Regions from separate parts of the Hordeum vulgare genome. Here region 2 is linked to region 1. A link is a contact called in public Hi-C data. All regions are on one chromosome and are shown on one strand. The core of a region is the stretch at or near the end of the contact, and the rest is flanking DNA. Distances in the headings are between cores, read along the strand shown. Region 1 overlaps LOC123399523 (7-hydroxymethyl chlorophyll a reductase, chloroplastic). Region 2 has its middle 100 kb from the start of LOC123411916.

What was found. Hi-C and Micro-C count contacts between places; a contact is called where the count stands out from the background.
Region 2: a Hi-C map of seedling shows a contact between it and region 1, with 6 times the contacts expected there. The contact joins two enhancer-like sites. A contact is called at or near these places in 5 of 6 Hi-C or Micro-C datasets (leaf, seedling and an unstated tissue) and 1 of 1 datasets of contacts at active chromatin or transcription factors (embryo).

Annotation. Positions count from the first base shown.
Region 1 is chr1H:392,663,587-392,666,590 of MorexV3_pseudomolecules_assembly, reverse strand. All of the region lies in intron 1 of LOC123399523 (7-hydroxymethyl chlorophyll a reductase, chloroplastic), which reads left to right. Among protein-coding and RNA genes, the nearest start is that of LOC123399523, 9.7 kb to the left of the region's middle. Within about 2 kb of position 1,375, at least 3 of the 3 cell types and tissues checked have open chromatin away from gene starts, as enhancers often do. A contact at or near this core is called in seedling, where this site is marked.
Region 2 is chr1H:393,086,268-393,089,538 of MorexV3_pseudomolecules_assembly, reverse strand. It overlaps the pseudogene LOC123399535. Among protein-coding and RNA genes, the nearest start is that of LOC123411916, 100 kb to the left of the region's middle. Within about 2 kb of position 1,643, at least 1 of the 3 cell types and tissues checked has open chromatin away from gene starts, as enhancers often do. A contact at or near this core is called in seedling, where this site is marked.

The DNA of each region.
Region 1 (3,004 bases), core at 126-2,625:
TTTATTTCGAATTAAAAATAGGATTCAAAAAAACCGCTGGATTTTTATATTTTTTTTGCAAATTCCAAAACAATGTCCATGAATTTAATAAATATATTACTGATTTATTAAAATATTTTTTTATTCAGAAAAACTTCATGCATTTCAAAAAATGTTTGTGAATTTAAAATAAAATCCTTCAACATAAAAAATTATGTTCGTCATTTCTTGAATTGGTCGCCAATTCAAAAGAAAATATTTAAACCCGTTCGAAATATAAAAATATTCACGATTTTTAGTAAATGTTTGTAAATTGTAAAAAATGTTCTCGATTTTAAAATTGTTTTCATATTTTGAAAATTGTTCACGAAAGATCTAATGTATGTAGTTAAACATTAATGCTTCTAAGTCTTTGTGACAATATACCTGTGTGAATTTTAAATAATTAACTGTTGGATGGATCGGATTATTATTGTATATTTTCTAAAAAAAATCTTGAAATTCAGAATATATCTTTGAGTTACCAAGATTTTTGACAATCATGATATATATTTTTTGAAAATGTAAAGATTGCTTTAACGTGTGAATAAATTTAAAAGAAGAAACATTTTTTTTGCATTTGTGTACAAAATTTCTAAATCAAGTGATGATATGTGAACGTAATGTGGTCACCATCATTAAAGATTATATTTTTTTTTCTTCCGTGACAACGTACAGGTCATTTTGCTAGTATTAATAAAAATGATAAAAACGAACGAAGAAACAATATGCCCAGACTGGCAAATTAAAGGTCACGTGTACCCGTTCCAAGACAAAGACACGAGGGCATGTCGCAGCACATATGGGTATGGCTAGGGTCCACGTGTACCTTGTTGGCCTACTGAGTGCTGACACCGTAGCTAGCCTTTGGCTGCAAACAAGAATTAAATTGGCTTCCCGGCAAAAGAAATTGAAATTGGCTGCACTTGCATGAGAGGGGAAAGACCGAACGTGTAGCGTGGTGCAGTACTAGCTTAGCTGTAGTACTACGTGAATGAAAAGATGCAGGATGACCAAAGTGTCATTATACGTACTGGACCCCCTTGACTTGTCGAATGGCATGAGCGCCTTCATCTCAAAGTTAGATTTTGAATTCCCCGTCCATGTAAACACGGGTAGTCATGCAGATGAAGATGAATCCTCTATCCGCTTCGACCGTCGAAACAAATAATTACCGAACGCACAGGAGAATATGCAGTTCAGACAGCAGAATATGTGGATTGCTGAGTGAGACAAGATTATTTGGTGATGGAGTGGGACTAGCCAGTAGCCATGCATGGGACGGGATGATGGACGGGAGGCCAGGTCTCTGCAGGATTTCCAACGGCGTCATCACTGCAGTCTGGAAGAGACAAGCATTGTGGATTCTTTAATGAGTGCCCTGCAGGATATTCAGCGCAGACAGCGAGTGGCACTCGTCGGGCTCAGGTTAGAGCATCTTCGACAGTTCGTATGTTCAATCGTTGATATAAATGTCCACATCAACAACCAACAACACATCATACAAGCTTTTTAATGGAGTCTATGTCAATCGTATGTAAAATAACTAAACGAGTCCACTAAACATGGTGGAAATAACCATGCTTGCCTCATAGCTTGTGCGTGAACCGTTGCTTCAAGTTCATACGATTACATTCTCTCTCTTTTTTTATTATGCGTCATGTCATTTAAATCATTTATGTGGTAATTTTACCAACGATGATCATACAACCATTAAAGATGTCCTAATTTGAAGCTTCCCCGACGGGCTCAAGGATCAGCTCTTCAATGACGCAATAGAACTGTGCACCATTAGTTTCTTCACTTGGGTTGTCTGCCCGACAGTTTCAAGGAAAATGGGCCCGTTGAAGAGCCTTGTCGATGGTCAGAGATGCGAACAAGCAAAGAATTTCGATCCTACTCATTTGCTGCGAGATGAACCACATCTCAGGCTGCTGAATACTGGGCTCTGAAAGAGGCAACGTCTGAATATCTTTGTTAATATCATGAGATGCTATAGAGGGCATGCTTGAATGATGCGGAGTTTTACGAGTGTTCTTATGTGAAAACAAAGGCAGGTTTGATGTTGTAAAAAGAGAACGCAATTTGATGCTCTCAAAAGAAAAGAAAAAAAAGAACAAGGCAGGTTTGGAGAGCTTTCATGAGCTTTTATTTATGGAAAACTAGTGGTCAACCGGCGGATCTTTTCTTCTACATCCGCCACGTTCTACACTTGACACGTGTTTTGATGGACCAGCGCATCGCTTCTCTCCTTCATCCCAATCTTCATCGAAATGGTCACATATATTTTTATCTTCTCTCCATGCATTGAATCCAACCTTCATCCACAACCTTTTTCTTTTGATCTCATCTCAACATGCATAGCGCTTTGTACCTCAGTTCTTGCAACTGCACCTGTTTCGGAAAGGCGTACCGAAACAGCCACACGTTGTCACGTTGATCCTCCCATCCCTACCTCCAGTAGCGGTCTCAAGCTGAAATGACGCTCCAGACAAACAACATATATACAATATCAAACAATAAAATATATTGTAGCTATACCTAATCAACAAAGGATCAGCTGGCCACGCCCCAGGCCAAGGCCTTGACTGCCTGGGCCTGGGTCCGCCACTGCCTACCTCTCTATCACTTCATTCCCTACCCATTTCCATGAATCTTATCCCCACCTCTTCTCGAACAAAGCACGTTGCTACAACCCCACCACATCAGCAGCGGCCACTGACGTCCTTTCTTCGTCGTAAAAATGTTAACAGTCTTGTTACAGGAATACATTATACATATAAGAGGCTGGAGATGTTGGGTCCTATTGCAATGGAGGTTTTGGAACATGGGTCTTGTTACAGAAAAATAGGAAAGAAATAGTTTTGCATCAAGGATCTTGTTGCAGAAAAATAGAAAAAAAAGTTTTACAACAGAGGTCGTGTTGCAGGAAATTAGAGAAGAGAAGATTTTGTAACAAAGATCTTGTTACAGAAAATTAAAAAAG
Region 2 (3,271 bases), core at 394-2,893, 420 kb before region 1:
TCCAAAGTGAATATGAAAGATCCATGGCTGCTTGCACTAGAGTGTTGGATGAAAATTACAAATTTGCTGTTACTATTGGGAGGTTGCACGGTGATTTGACTTATGAGGAGGAGGGGGAGCGCATAGTGATTGGTGATCCTTTGAACCAAACAGCTTCATTTAGTTGTCGAATGTTCAATAGGACGGGAATATTGTGTGGACATGGTTTGAAAGTTCTTGATTTGATGAATGTAAAGATATTGCCAACACATTATGTCCTAAAGAGATGGACTAGAGAAGCGCGCAATGAAAGTATACAAGATAGGCAAGGGGGAAAAGTGGTAGAAAATCCAAAGCTGGAAGCTCAACTTTGGTACAAAGATATGTCTCATTAATTTCATGATATGGCATATAAAATATCCAACTCTCCCGAATGTCGTTTGTTGCACTTCGTTATCTTTGGCCACAACTAGAGGATAAACTCAATGCATCAACTAGAGGATAAGAAAATGTTGATCCAAATGTGCAGCAAGCCAATGACTTGCTTAGTTCTGCAAAACTGAAGAAAAATGAGGTTTCATCTAAAAATTTAAGGAGAAAGCTAACTTGGTTTGAAAAGTTACGCAAGGGGCGAAAGCAACCTAAATCAGCGGCAAGGACAAAAAAAGGAGCAAAGGTAAGGTGTGTATGTATGTAATATGAGTTGTTACTCATTCCTGTACTAATAAAATAATTTTTCATTTCTATTAGCAGCAACAACAACAAAAGACAAAAATTGGTGTGCAACCTCAAGTGCAAGTGGAGAACAATGACACTAGTCTCCAACCTCAAGTGCAAGTGCAGGTGGAAGAAAATAGTGAGAAGAATCAAGAATATGATGCAATTGACAGCTTTACGGAGCTCTTGACAACTTCACGAGTTGACAATGATATCTTTATGATGATATGATCTAGAATCTTCAAAGTTGTTAGGTAGTATTTTGGACAGTGCTAACAACAGTATTTTGGGGGTTAGGATAATCTCTTTTGGCCTAAATGTATAAGTGAAATGGCCTGTTTTTGTGTAGATGATTACTCAACATTGGTACTTATTGTTGTAGCATTCGGATATTATGCGCTGCAACCTTTTAATATTAAGTTTTACTGGATTTGATGTCTGCTCATGAGTATTTGTAGTTCTTTATTTTTTGGGTTTCAATCTGTTCAAATAAAACTGAATTCAAATGCCACTGTATCGTTGTTTGCAGCTATTGTTGTTTGTTGCTAGGCTGAAAACTGCGAAGTGTTGAGAGTTTTTCCCCTTGTGTTATGTGGACCGTAGGATGTGGATTGGATGGAGATTACAAGGGTAAAGTTGCAGCATGTGAAGTCACTAGATCTCAATCCGGTTGAAACAGGGACCAAACAGGTAGACAAGTTGACATTTGTTTTTCATGAATCCAAACCAAGCATTTTGCACACATGAGTGCAAACTTGCATTCCACTTCTTACTCAGCACATCTAAAGAAATAGCAAACTACAGCAGAAAATCAAATAAATAAGGCCGATTGTGTATATAATGATCCCAAACCAAGAAAGAAAGAAAAACAGGGGAAGGAAGGAAGGAAGGAAGGATCAGAGAGTGGTCTTGGAGGCCCTCCTCACCAGCACAGCCCAGCACATGATCCTGTACGCCAGGAAGAAGCCCATCATGACCCCCACATTGACCCACCTCATGCCCTCGTCCACCCCTCTCCCCCTCAGCACGTCGCCTCCGGTGCTCAAGCACACGCCGTTGCCGTTCATGGCGTCCCCTCCCATCCACGCCACGCACCTGTCCCTGGCGCTGCCCCCGTACTCGTTGATGAGCAGCAGGTCCAGCGGGTACCTGTACATGGACACGTAGTACATGAAGGCCCAGTACCTCGGGATGCTCTCCTTGGGTATGAAGTAGCCGGAGAAGAGGAAGAAGACGCCCAGGAAGATGCAGATGAGCGAGTTGCCGAGGATGAAGTCCGGGGACACTGCGCTCAGGAACAGGACCAGGGAGCTGGCCATGAGCACGATGAGCCACACCGCGAGGACGAAGAACCCGAAGGCGGCGACGGAGGCCCGGAGGCCCACCAGCCAGTAGACCGGCGCCGAGAAGAGGATCGCCACGGCGAGGAGGCACGGCGCGAACACGAGCGCGTTGGCGACCACGTACGACGACAGGCGGTAGGCGCGGCGGGAGGCCTCGCGCATCAGCACCCGGCGCTCGTGGAGGAGGATCGGGAGGGCCTCCACGGTGGAGGAGAGGAGGAAGCTCAGGCTGAAGGCGAAGAGGCCGAGCCGGAGCGCCAGGCCGTCCGGGTCGGCGCGCACGCGGAAGAAGACACTGCCGAGGCCGAGGCCGCCGACCACCGCCTGCGCCGCCCGCGCCGCGAAGAGCTGCTGCGTGCGGTACATGGTGCGCCAGCAACGCACGGTCAGCGCCGACACCTCCACGGCGCGGCTGCGGTACCCGTGCTCCGGGACGTGGACGCTGCCGTTGGCGAGGCCGGGGCTTTCCCTCTCCTCCTCGTACTGGCCGTTGTCCCTGAGCATAGCGAAGTTGGCGTGGTCCGCCTGGAGCTGCTCGGTGACCTCCATGGCGAGCTCCAGCGGGTTGAGCTGCGTGGGGATCTTGTGTCCCAGCCTCGCGAGCGCGTCCTCGAGCGACCTGAGCGAGCCGCAGTGCGCGACGGAGCCGCGGGAGAGCAGCAGCAGCGACGAGATGTAGCCGAGCATGCGGTAGCTGGGCTGGTGGATGCTGAGCACCACCACCTGCCGCCGCGCGCGCGCCACCTCGTGCAGCAGCGCCAGCACGTCCATGGCCGACCGGCTGTCCAGCCCCGACGTGGGCTCGTCCAGCAGCAGCACCGGCGGGTCGTGCACCATGTCCACCGCGATGGACACTCGCTTACGCTCGCCCCCGGATACCCCGCGGGACGACGACATGGCCTCGCCGCCGCCGCCGCCGACGTAGCTGTCGGCCACCTCGGACAGGCGCAGCTCCTGCATGAGCGCCTCCACCCGCTCGTGCCGCTCCCGCGCGGTGACCGAGGGGCCGAGCCTGAAGCGCGCGGCGAAGAGGATGGTCTCGCGGACGGTGAGCAGCGGGAGGAGGTTGTCGTCCTGCGTGACGAAGCCGCACGTCCGGCGCAGCTGTGCGCGCGAGGTGACGGCGTAGCCGTTGATGCACACGGTGGGCGGCTTGGCGATCTCGGAGCCGGTGCCGCGGCCGGACAGGATGCGGAGGAGCGTCGACTTGCCGGCGCCGCTGGGGCCCACGA